Regions from separate parts of the Mus musculus genome. Here region 1 is linked to region 2. Evidence: chromatin contacts called from public Hi-C data. All regions are on one chromosome and are shown on one strand. Each heading gives the region's core, a stretch centred on a gene start, on an enhancer-like site or on the middle of the called end of the contact. The rest is flanking DNA. Distances are from core to core; before and after follow the strand shown. Region 1 overlaps Epb41l3 (erythrocyte membrane protein band 4.1 like 3). Region 2 has its middle 44 kb from the start of Epb41l3.

Region 1 (4,964 bases), core at 780-3,279, 110 kb after region 2:
TACCGCCCCACTCATCCAGCTAGTCAACTCTAAAGGTTGCTCCCCTACACAGAACCCATTTCTCCTTTTAGGTGTAGCGTGTAGTTTTTGCTACCCCTCTTTAAATTCCGGGCGGACCATGCTACCAGCCTTGCCGAGGTTCCCTTGGATCCATGGATGAAACACAAACGCGCTTCAGCTTATTTTCAACTGTCTTACTGGCTCAATTGCTAGGTGCTTCAAAATACTCTCCTGCAGCTAGCGTGCCCTTCCCAATACTACTCTTAGCTCAGCACCTCTTAATCTGCCCACGGCTTCAGTTGTTCAGTTACCTTTAGCCCCAGCTCAACACCCTAAATCTGCCCTCAGCTTAGTTATGTTTTGAATCTCCTGCCTGGGCAAAATTGAAACTTTGTAATAGCCTCTTCCTCATCCTGCCTATCACCCACCTCCGGGGACCCGGAAGTCCCGCCTCTTAGCTTTGGCCCAGTCATTGGTCCCTGGCAATTTTATTGATCGACCACAAACCAATGGGGAACAGGACCTTAGCATCAGAACCACCCTCTACAATTAGGCGTGGTCTGACACATCACTCGGGTGGGCTGTTCCCTTGAGAGGTTACTGTGAGTGGCTCTGGTTGAATTAGGCTTGTTCAAACAATTTTCATGGAGTCTGTATAGGGAAGCATTTCTGTTTCATCTTCAAATATCCACTGAAGGTGTTTCTCTGTTAGGTACAGGAGGTGGGACTGGTTGCCATTTGTGGAAGAGTAATGGAGCGTTGTCATACTTTGAGGTTGGTCCCAGCGTGCCTCCCTTGAATCCAATGCCAAGGCTCTTTTATTTCTCCAAATTGGATTTGTGTCGCCTTTTGCTTGTTACTATCTCAGTTATACCTACCGATAAGAACTGCAGCTTTGCGTGGCATAGAGGCATGTCTGGTCCAGTTCTTTCTTTGAACAGCTTCAGTGAGTGGTAGCAGCTCAGCTAGTATTCTGCAGTATTGTGTTTTCTAAAGGTTGTGCTACTGTACTGGGAAGCAGGGGGAAGTGGTGTGATTCAGTCACTCTTCAAAATAGAAAAAAGACATCTCTGTAAGTGTAACCTCATGTTTACCCAGCGTGAAACTAAAAATAATGCCCCGTCCATTGTTTATGTCTCTCCCAGTCCCCCTGCCTCTCTTTTGGGATTCTTTCCCCTCTGGTCTCTGCGCAGACATCTGGTCTCACTCCTTCTCTTCAGAAAAACAAAAGGATTGTCTTCTCTCTCCACTTGAAGAGTTTATATTGTCAGCTTTGGCATCATCAGATTCTTATATGTCTTTCTACCAGAGGTCACAGACTTGCTGCTGCCGGAACCTTTATTGAAACACGTAGCTTTGCTGCCAATAAAGTTAGCCTCCAGTAACTGTTTCTTTTCCTTGTCAGATAAGTATTAATGAACCACGTGCTTCAAGATGAATGTCATGTGTGGTCCTTGTGTTGCTCCCCTTGCAAGACTGACCTATCCTGTTGCTGTTGCCTGTGATCTTTAGTTATCTGGGAAAGAGAGAACTCTATAGATGACGAACTTGAGGCTAAACAGACGGGGTATAGCTGATAATTTATGAACTGCTCTATTTAGTGGGGTGTAGAATTCTTCCCAGGATGCACGATGTCTTTGTTGGATGGGGGTGCAGCATTTCAGTGTCAGACAGCTGTGTCTCTCCCTGGTAGGTATATTTGAAATTCCTCTTTAAGGGCAAAGGAAACCCTTTCTTGGAGCCACATCTACTGGTAACATGGCCCCCGCTTTCCCCGGGGCCCCTCAGAGGAATGAGTGATGGTAAGCAGATGTACACAGCCACACAAGAAACTGTTCTTGTCGTGACGTTTGGGAAACGGAAAGGCACACAGAGACTTGTTATTTCTTATGGAATGCCATGGCGACAGCAAATACAGTCACCAAAGAGGCACCACATTCTTCAGGGAAATGCCATTAGCCTGAGCTGGGAGAGCACATGAATAGTTTAAGATAATTACCCCCAAGCAAAATGCCGTAATGTCTCCAGTCATCCCTTTATAGAAGATCTTGCCCAGAATGTCATGGTTTACAGAGCTTTCCTAAAGAGGGCAGGGATAGGAATGTGTCCCGATGGCAGTATGAGGCAAGCAGACCCCACCCCACAGCTAGAGCTGTGGTCAGTTTCAGAGACACAGTTTAACTTGGGCTTTGTCTGACTCTCAGAGGATTTGGGGCTTTGTCTAGTCTCGATCCTACTCTCAGAGGATCTGAGATGTTTCACTTCACATAAGTACACAAAGGATAAATGAGAAGATTTTTAAATAGAAAATAAAATGAGTATAAAACTGGAGGTGAGATTAGCTCACAGAGCACCCTCTCTCTGGAAGGCTCAAACGAGAAAGCTGCCACTCAAGTGTCCAAACCATAGACCATCTCAGTTGTTCAGGGGAAGCACAGTTATGCCATGGAAGTTACTGGAGACTTGCTGCTGCAAACCCCAAGGATTACTGGAGGAGTGACTATCAATAGCCACTGGTACTGATTCGTAACCACTCAAACCTCCTCTCAATAAAACCTGAAAAGCATTTGATAATTCCATGTCAGCTTAAGATTACAGCCACACAAGAGACCTTCCTTTCCATTCAGCAAGTTCTGTTGGTCAGTCCTCCCACCATAAGCTTCTTATATGTTTTTCTACAGAAAAAATGTCCAAGATTTGGCTTTTGGGGGGTATTTAAGGATCTATCTAAATATCTATCTATCTATCTATCTATCTATCTATCTATCTATCTATCTATCTATGTTTCTACACACACACACACACATTTTATTAAACATAGGAATTTTATTATGGATAAAACCAGATACAGTGGCATAAATGGGAAACCAATAGGACTTCCCATTCCACATCCCCTCACCCATGTTCAAGTAGATAGGACCATCTCAAGAGATGTCCTGGGCTCACAGAGTGCCTTCCCCAGCTGTCCTCCTGAAGGACTGGGACACAGTATAGATAAAGCTGCCATGACCTAATAGCATCCCAGTGACATTAGGCTGGCATCCTCCTGTGTGAAGCTGGTGAGAAGGATTCATGTGGCTGCAGTGTCTCAACAGTGTGTCCGAACAGTTCTTTAACTCTCAGATGATTTGACATCACCTGAGAGATGGGGACTTGACAAGAACACATTAACTGGGCTCGTCCCCCTCCTTGTACAAGGACAGGGGCCGGCCACACAAATCCCTGCGCCCAAATTTAAATTCACCTTAAGTTTGAATCGACACCATTGTAGAAAGACCAAAGGAGGCTCAAGGCACCCAAACTGCAGTTCATAGGGTATGATTTCAATAATTTCGTCCTATATAAACTCTAAAGCACTCACAGGGCATTGAAGCTGAAATATTATAATACTTTTCTTTACTGTTCAAGATACCCTCAAAGCAAGCATTGTACTTAGATATGCAAATAAGTTTATTTCTCCATATAGAATTATTAAGCTTAAGCCTGTTAAGTATGTGACTACTGTAAAAGCATCGACCTTGGTGTGAGACAAGATACATACATGTAGTAGAACATACTCGTAGTGTTCCAAGTGAACACCCATATGATCCTGTTCTAATGGCTCTGTAGTTAGGTAGAGAAGAAGAGACCTTTTAGTTGTACAGTGACTTTATATAAAACTTTTAAAACCTGCAATCAGCATTCATGAAAGGACTAGACTAGGATGGGGGTGTGATGAAGCAGGTCTCTTGTTACCTTGGGATGAGATTAAATAGAATAATAAGATAATTGTAATAATGATGCCTTTCACTTTAAATATGAGTTGAAATAAAATGGAGAGTGGTCTGAGTCACTTGCATCTCTTCTGTCTGCCCAGTTTCATCCTTTCTCTTCACATTTATTGTAGATCTTGCTCTCTCTTCCCTGGTAAATGCTATAATGATTCTTGTGGGGAGTTTCCATAGTGACCCAGACATTCTTTTAAGGTTACTCGCAGCCTTGCCCAGTTAATAGCTCAGAAGATTTTATGGAAATAAACGATACAAGTCGACTTAATACGTAATTTTAAAGCAGTATCCGTGTCATTACCATATTGTTTTGATTCTCAGTGTCTAGAGAGAGAGAGAGTTAAAAGAGAGCAGTGTATCAAATCTAGACTGATTATATCCTTAGAAGTTATGTTTCCTTCTCTGTACTTCCATTCCCCACGGCTCTTGATCTGACCAAGCAAATTGCTGAATTAGAAATTACAATGTGGATGTATAAGTGGGTTCCTGTCTGTCTGTTGGTTGGTTTGGGATATCAGAAAGCTGCATCCTCTCTCAGGCAAAAATTCTCAAACCTCATTAATCAGAATGAGCTAATTAGGGGACCTTAGCCATGGTTCAAGTTTTAAGTTGTGCCTCCCTTACAAATTCCTCTTCCTTGGGCTGCCTCTTCTGCATTTGCCTTTCACATACTGGCATAGTGACCTGAATCCATAGCAGATTAACAACAGGAAATATTGTCTAGCAAGCCTGCTGCCAGCATCTCGTGTGTGCTGTGAAAGTCTTTGTGGAAAATGAAGCCAAGTGTTGTTGCTGGCCAAGAAGAAGCGTGCTCCACTCAAAGGCTATTATCTGCCACAGTGCTCAACCCCAAACACAAAAGCCTGATTTCAAACACAGGCTCCAACTGCTGCAACAGATGAGGGCAGAAAGCAATTATGGATGAAAGAAAGAGACGACTTTACAAAAATAAAAAGGTCCAGGGGGCTTAATTGCAAGAGGGGACTTGGATGATGTGTGTGCCGGAAGTGCCTGTTCCTTGAGTCTTGTATAAGACACTGGGGGGATGCTAATGTGCTCTCATCACTCATGCTGTATCCATGACGATATATGCCCATCTTATGCCTTGGCTTTAAAGATAAACAACTGTGCCAGTCTACCCGATGCATATTCAGACCCAGTCTGTGTGTGTTGGTAAAAGACTGAACATGTACCCCT
Region 2 (5,383 bases), core at 1,616-4,115:
AGAGTCTGTACACTTGCCTACTGCTTTTTGTATTGAAATTCATTGTACATAATTTTTATACTAATTTTTGTAACAAAATCTACTTGTTAAATAAACTGTGACTTTTAATTTGGGCAACACAGAAGACTAGTACCCCGATGAACGTTTTTATTTAAAAAAACAAAAGCCAAAAAATAAATTCCACTAAAATGGGATGATTTTCTAATAAGACTTTACTTCGGCTGAATTATTTTTGATTAGCTCACTGTCTTTCTGTTTTCAAAGACTGAGGAAATTTTCCATTATCTAAAGTATTTTGCATAAATAAAAACTCACTTAGCTTAATATTCTTTTACCGTAGACACATTGAAGATCTTCCCCAGATGATGATTGCCTGGGCAGTGGCTTGGCTGTTTTCCCATTTTTTTGGAATGTGGGGGTCATTGTAAAGAGTTACGTCATGCCTCTATAATGTGGTGTTCTTACTTTTAGAACAAAAAAACATTGATGGATTGAAAAATTGGGGCATTTACTTCATCTCTCTCTTCTTCTTGACATTACATTTTTATCTTTTACTTAGGGGTCAGAGTAGAGAGGCAGTTGCATAAAATTTTATGAAAGAAAACAACACACCCCAAGTCCCATCTGTGTTGCTATGTTGTGTTGTTTCTCATCTTTGCTATATAGTCTGAATGGTATGTCTACCCTCAAACTACTCTATGCTCATGACCTGGACCCCAGTTCCCTTGGGAACAGTGTCGAGTAGAGGGACCTGGGAGAGATGAAAAGATTGGATCCTGAATCGAGGGCCTCAGGATGGACAATGTTAACAACATCTTTGTGAAAGAGACACAAAGGAGGCCACTGACTCCTTCCAAGATGTGAGGTACAGACAAGAGGTCACATCCATGAACGAGAAAAATGGGTCCTCACCAGACACTAACTATAATGGAATCATTATCTTGGAATTCTCAGAGTCTGAGTCCATGAGAAATAGACTTCTATTGTTTATCAGTTACCCTGTTTATGGCATTTTTTAACAGCCCAAACAGACTTCATAAACTTGAAAAATGACACATGGCTATGTGGGTCCATTAATATTTTTGATAAAAAGGACAGAGAGAATATGAAAGATAGAGGATGAATAAATAGATAAATGGATGGATGGATCAGATGGATAGATGGATGGATAGAAAGAAGGATGGATGAATGGATGGATGGATCAGATGGATAGATGGATGATAGAAGGAAGGATGGATGGATCACATGGATAGATGAATGAATAGAAGGAAGGATGGATAAATGGGTGGGTAGATGGATGGAAGATGGATGGATGGATGAATAGATAAATGGATGTTGTATTCAGTTTGGATATTTAATTAATTCCAAACTTGTCTTGTCTCTCTTTCTAAACATGTTTCAATTTGTATTTTATCTTTTTCGAATTATCATACAGAACGTTCCATCTTTTATACAGATTTTTGGCACAGTAGAGTCCTGTAACCAAGAACATACAGCAACCCCATCACGAACCCCCATACTCCTCCTTTGTAGTTACACCCAGTCACTGGCTCTAGCCCATGGAAGCCACTCATCTCTTCTTCTCCGTCACTATGGTCTAATGTTCTCTGTAGATTATAGGAACCATGTCATTTGCATGAAGCTATGTGTGACTTTGGCTTCTTCACTCATCACAAGTTGATCCATACATGAATCACCTATTGCTTCATTACATGCACATACCACCGTGTGCTTGCCCACTCCCCTGATAAAGGCTAATTCCAGCTTCGGACAAATATGAATTCTTGCCATGATCAATGATGTTCAGGGGTTTTGTTTGGTTGGTTTGACTTGGTGTGTGTGTGTGTGTGTGTGTGTGTGTGTAAAGGTAAGTGTTACATCACTGGGGTCAATGTATAGGAGTGTAGGATTGCTCCATCGTATGGTTAAGAACCTTATAAGGACCTGCCGAGCTTCCAGAGTAGCTCCTCTAGTTAATGTTCTTCAGCCCCTGGTGCTCTGTCTCCTCGCCAGCATAGGGTACGGTCAGTTTATTTTAGTGCAACCACTCTTACACATGTATGGTAAATGGGCTATGGTCTTTTATGTTTGTTTGGGGTTTGTTTAGTGCTAGAACTCAAACTCAGAGCCTTACACGTGCTAAGCAGGCGCTCTGCTCTGTAGCCGAGCTATCTTCCCAGCGCTGGACTTAGGTTTTAAGTGAGGAAGAAAGGGCTCTTCTTAGTGATTTTTAGTTCAGTCTTCATTCTGAAGAGTCCATGATACCTTGGAAATTCAAACCTATGCTTATGGGAGATATTTTTCCTCCCACATGCCAACCTGAGTACTGGGAATCCCTGTGCTGTCCTGATTCACTCTTGCTCAAACTTTGAAAGCCCAAGCAGAAGGGGCCTACAGAGAGATTGGATATAACCAGAGGCAGGCGGGAAAGGTGGAGTGGTTTACAGCCTCTTGCCTGTCTTCATTTTCTCCTTCCCTTCTTCTCAGTAGAAAGTAAACAGAAGCCAGGTGGTTGTGGTGCACGCCTTTAATCCCAGCACTTGGGAGGCAGAGGCAGGCGGGTTTCTGAGTTCGAGGCCAGCCTGGTCTACATAGTGAGTTTCAGGACAGCCAGGGCTACACAGAGAAACCCTGTCTCAAAGAAAGAAAACAGAGTGCTGCTTGTGTTAACTCAGATTTAAATGTTGTTCCTTTTACTTCCCATTTCTTTCTAAAAGCATAAATCTCCCCCGAACAGCGATGGAAGGAAAAAGTTCTAGAAAAAACAGTAGCTGAAATAATGAAAGAGAGCATCTCTGTGTTTGTCTTGGCTCACACCAACACAGCTGAGACGCTGATTATCCTTGAGTCATCAGAGTCACACTGACCTGGTGGGAGTTCCCATCCGTACAGCAATAGCAACCCCCACTGGGATAGAATTCTGAAGAGTCATATACCCGCGTGTTTATTTTTCTAGTCAGGAAGAAAATTCTGGCAAAAAGGTAGACTGTGGGAAAGGACACTGAGACATGGGTGTGAGGTGCCTGTCTGGGGCAAACACACCACAGTAGGGCTGCTCTACTCTCCATTTCATCCCACACAAGGTTGCATGGGAGTGATGTCACAGACGCGATCATACATGCATGGTTACTGTGCCTAACGGAGTCCAGAGCTTCTCACGCGATCAGAACGATAAACAGAGTGATGGGCTTTGGTTGTCCCATCGTGGCCACCTTGAGTTGAGGAGTAACTCTATAATTCCCACACTTAAGCATCTTTTAGAAGAAGTTTAAGTAATTTCACTAATACTTTTTGGCAGGGGAAGTTGACGGGGAAAGAAAGTCTGCTATGTTTTGTTGAATGCTTCCCTGGTTCCCTGTAACCATCAGCACTTTTAAGAGTGCACTGTGTAATGAGGTGATGCCATAAAGTTAACTGGAGTTCTCCTCAATGAAAAGAAGAGAATGGCATTTGTTTGTTTGTTTGTTTGTTTGTTTGTTTGTTTGTTTGGCTTTATCTGTTAACTTTCTGTGTCTCCTGGCAAATCACTGACACATTTATGGGAGCCCAATGTGTCTACATCCTGCTCTAGACAACATAGCACAGATACTAACTCAAATACCTCTCAAATCACAAACCTTTCCCCATCTGCCCCGCAACCATTTACTTTGTATTAAGCTAAGGTGTCATAAATGCTTAGGTTCTTCGTAGGTTCCTCGAAACACCTCAGGGCAGTTGGTGATGCCTATTTCTTTCTTCCAAAATTAAAATCATACTTATTAATGAATCCTACCAGACCAAGCAGTCCTCTGCTGTATATGTGTTGGGGACCTCATACCAGCTAGTGTATACTGCCTGATTGGTGACTCTGTGTCTGAGAGATCTCAGGAGTCTGGGTTAGTTGAGAATGCTGGTCTTTGTATGGGGTTGCCCTCCTCCTCAGCTTCTTCAGTCTTTCCCCTAATTCAACCACAGGGGTCCCTGACTTCAGTCCAATGGTTGGGTGTAAGTATCTGCCTCTATCTCAGTGAGGACAACCATGCTAGACTCCTGTCTGTAAGCACACCATAGCATCAGTAATAAGGTCAGGCCTTGGAGCACCCTCCTTGAGATGGATCCCAAGTTGGGCCGGCTACTGGACCACCTTTCCCTCAGTCTCTTCTCTGTTTTTGTCTTATTTCTTCCATCTGAAGCATGCATATGAGAGCAGAACTTAGTCCTCTGGGAAGAGAAGAGAAGTCCCGCTGAAATCAGAAATGGATCCACCATATGATTCCTCCTCTGTGACTCAATATGTACACAGGCATGCAATTTTATAATATCTATATAGTGTGTACATTCTATATTTACATGTAGAAGGTATTATTTTTAAAAACTAGTCTTGGCTTTCTTATTTGTAGTTGGCAAAAGGCCATTATTTTGTATCATCGAAAGCCTTTTAAGAAGTCTCTTCTCTCATTAAACCTCTTTGTATCTTGAGGAGAGTGGTTCTGATATTGGGATTACTGGGTCTTGGGGCATGGTTGACCCTAATAGTCCTATAGCCTAAGCCGTGTATGTTCTCCAAGTTCACCACACACACTTTCTGGAGATTAGGGGGGTCCTTGAAACTCCTGCGGACAAGAGACTTGTTATTTCAGTTTGCATCTCCTAGCTCAGTGGTTTCGTGATAGCACCTAATACTTTCTGCATTCTGTATTGCCGTCAGTGTCCATGGCACTGATACAGCTTTCCGGGGCATTGCTGTAGTGGACTTTTGTGTGAGCAATATTGTGATCCTGTTAAGTGGAGTTTCAGTGTTGCCTGAAGAACGCAAGTCTTTCCTTCTAGTAGGTTTACATTCATTCTGTGGGAAGCACCTTGTTCTCACCTTAGGTCTCAGTTACATCACACAAAATGATGTCATTTCATTAAAGGCTTTTATTTAATAGGTTGCATTAGGAAAGAGTTGCCTCCCCCCTAGAATTTGGGCTAGAGAGGTAAGCTTGGCAGTTAAGAGCACTTGCTGTTCTAAGAGAGGAACCAGGCTTAGTTTCCTGCACCTATACAATGTCTCACAACCACTGTGTGTAACTCCAGCTCCAGGAGAATCCATACGTTCTGGCTTCTGCAGGTACCTTCATTGCACATGGCACACTTGGACGTAGGCAAGCACACATGTGCCCGTACACACACACACACACACACACACACACACACACACACACACCCCAAACACATAAAAATGTCTTTTCTAAAAAAATTAACCTTTGTTGGTTCTTTTTATGCTATTTGCAAATTCTGATAAGTGCCACCTCAGAGGCAGAAGCAGGGAGGGGACAGGTTTCTTGCCTACTTCGGGTCTGGTCCACATTGACACATAACTTCCCCTGGATTATTTCCCCCTCCAGCCTTGTGACACGAT

What was found. Hi-C and Micro-C count contacts between places; a contact is called where the count stands out from the background.
Region 1: a Hi-C map of the C2C12 cell line shows a contact between it and region 2, with 2.0 times the contacts expected there. The contact joins two enhancer-like sites. A contact is called at or near these places in 1 of 15 datasets of contacts at CTCF or cohesin (the NIH/3T3 cell line), 5 of 484 Hi-C or Micro-C datasets (the C2C12 cell line, adipose-derived mesenchymal stem cells, nephron progenitors and 2 more), 2 of 115 datasets of contacts at active chromatin or transcription factors (cardiomyocytes and embryonic fibroblasts) and 2 of 9 other capture datasets (adipose tissue and pancreatic islet).

Annotation. Positions count from the first base shown.
Region 1 is chr17:69,225,707-69,230,670 of GRCm38.p6, forward strand. All of the region lies in intron 3 of Epb41l3 (erythrocyte membrane protein band 4.1 like 3), which reads left to right. Among named protein-coding and RNA genes, the nearest start is that of 2410021H03Rik, 49 kb to the right of the region's middle. Within about 2 kb of position 2,030, at least 67 of the 459 cell types and tissues checked have an H3K27ac peak or open chromatin away from gene starts, as enhancers often do. A contact at or near this core is called in the C2C12 cell line and adipose-derived mesenchymal stem cells, where this site is marked.
Region 2 is chr17:69,112,751-69,118,133 of GRCm38.p6, forward strand. It overlaps a transcript of Epb41l3 not described here. Among named protein-coding and RNA genes, the nearest start is that of Epb41l3, 44 kb to the right of the region's middle. Within about 2 kb of position 2,866, at least 7 of the 459 cell types and tissues checked have an H3K27ac peak or open chromatin away from gene starts, as enhancers often do. A contact at or near this core is called in the C2C12 cell line and adipose-derived mesenchymal stem cells, where this site is marked.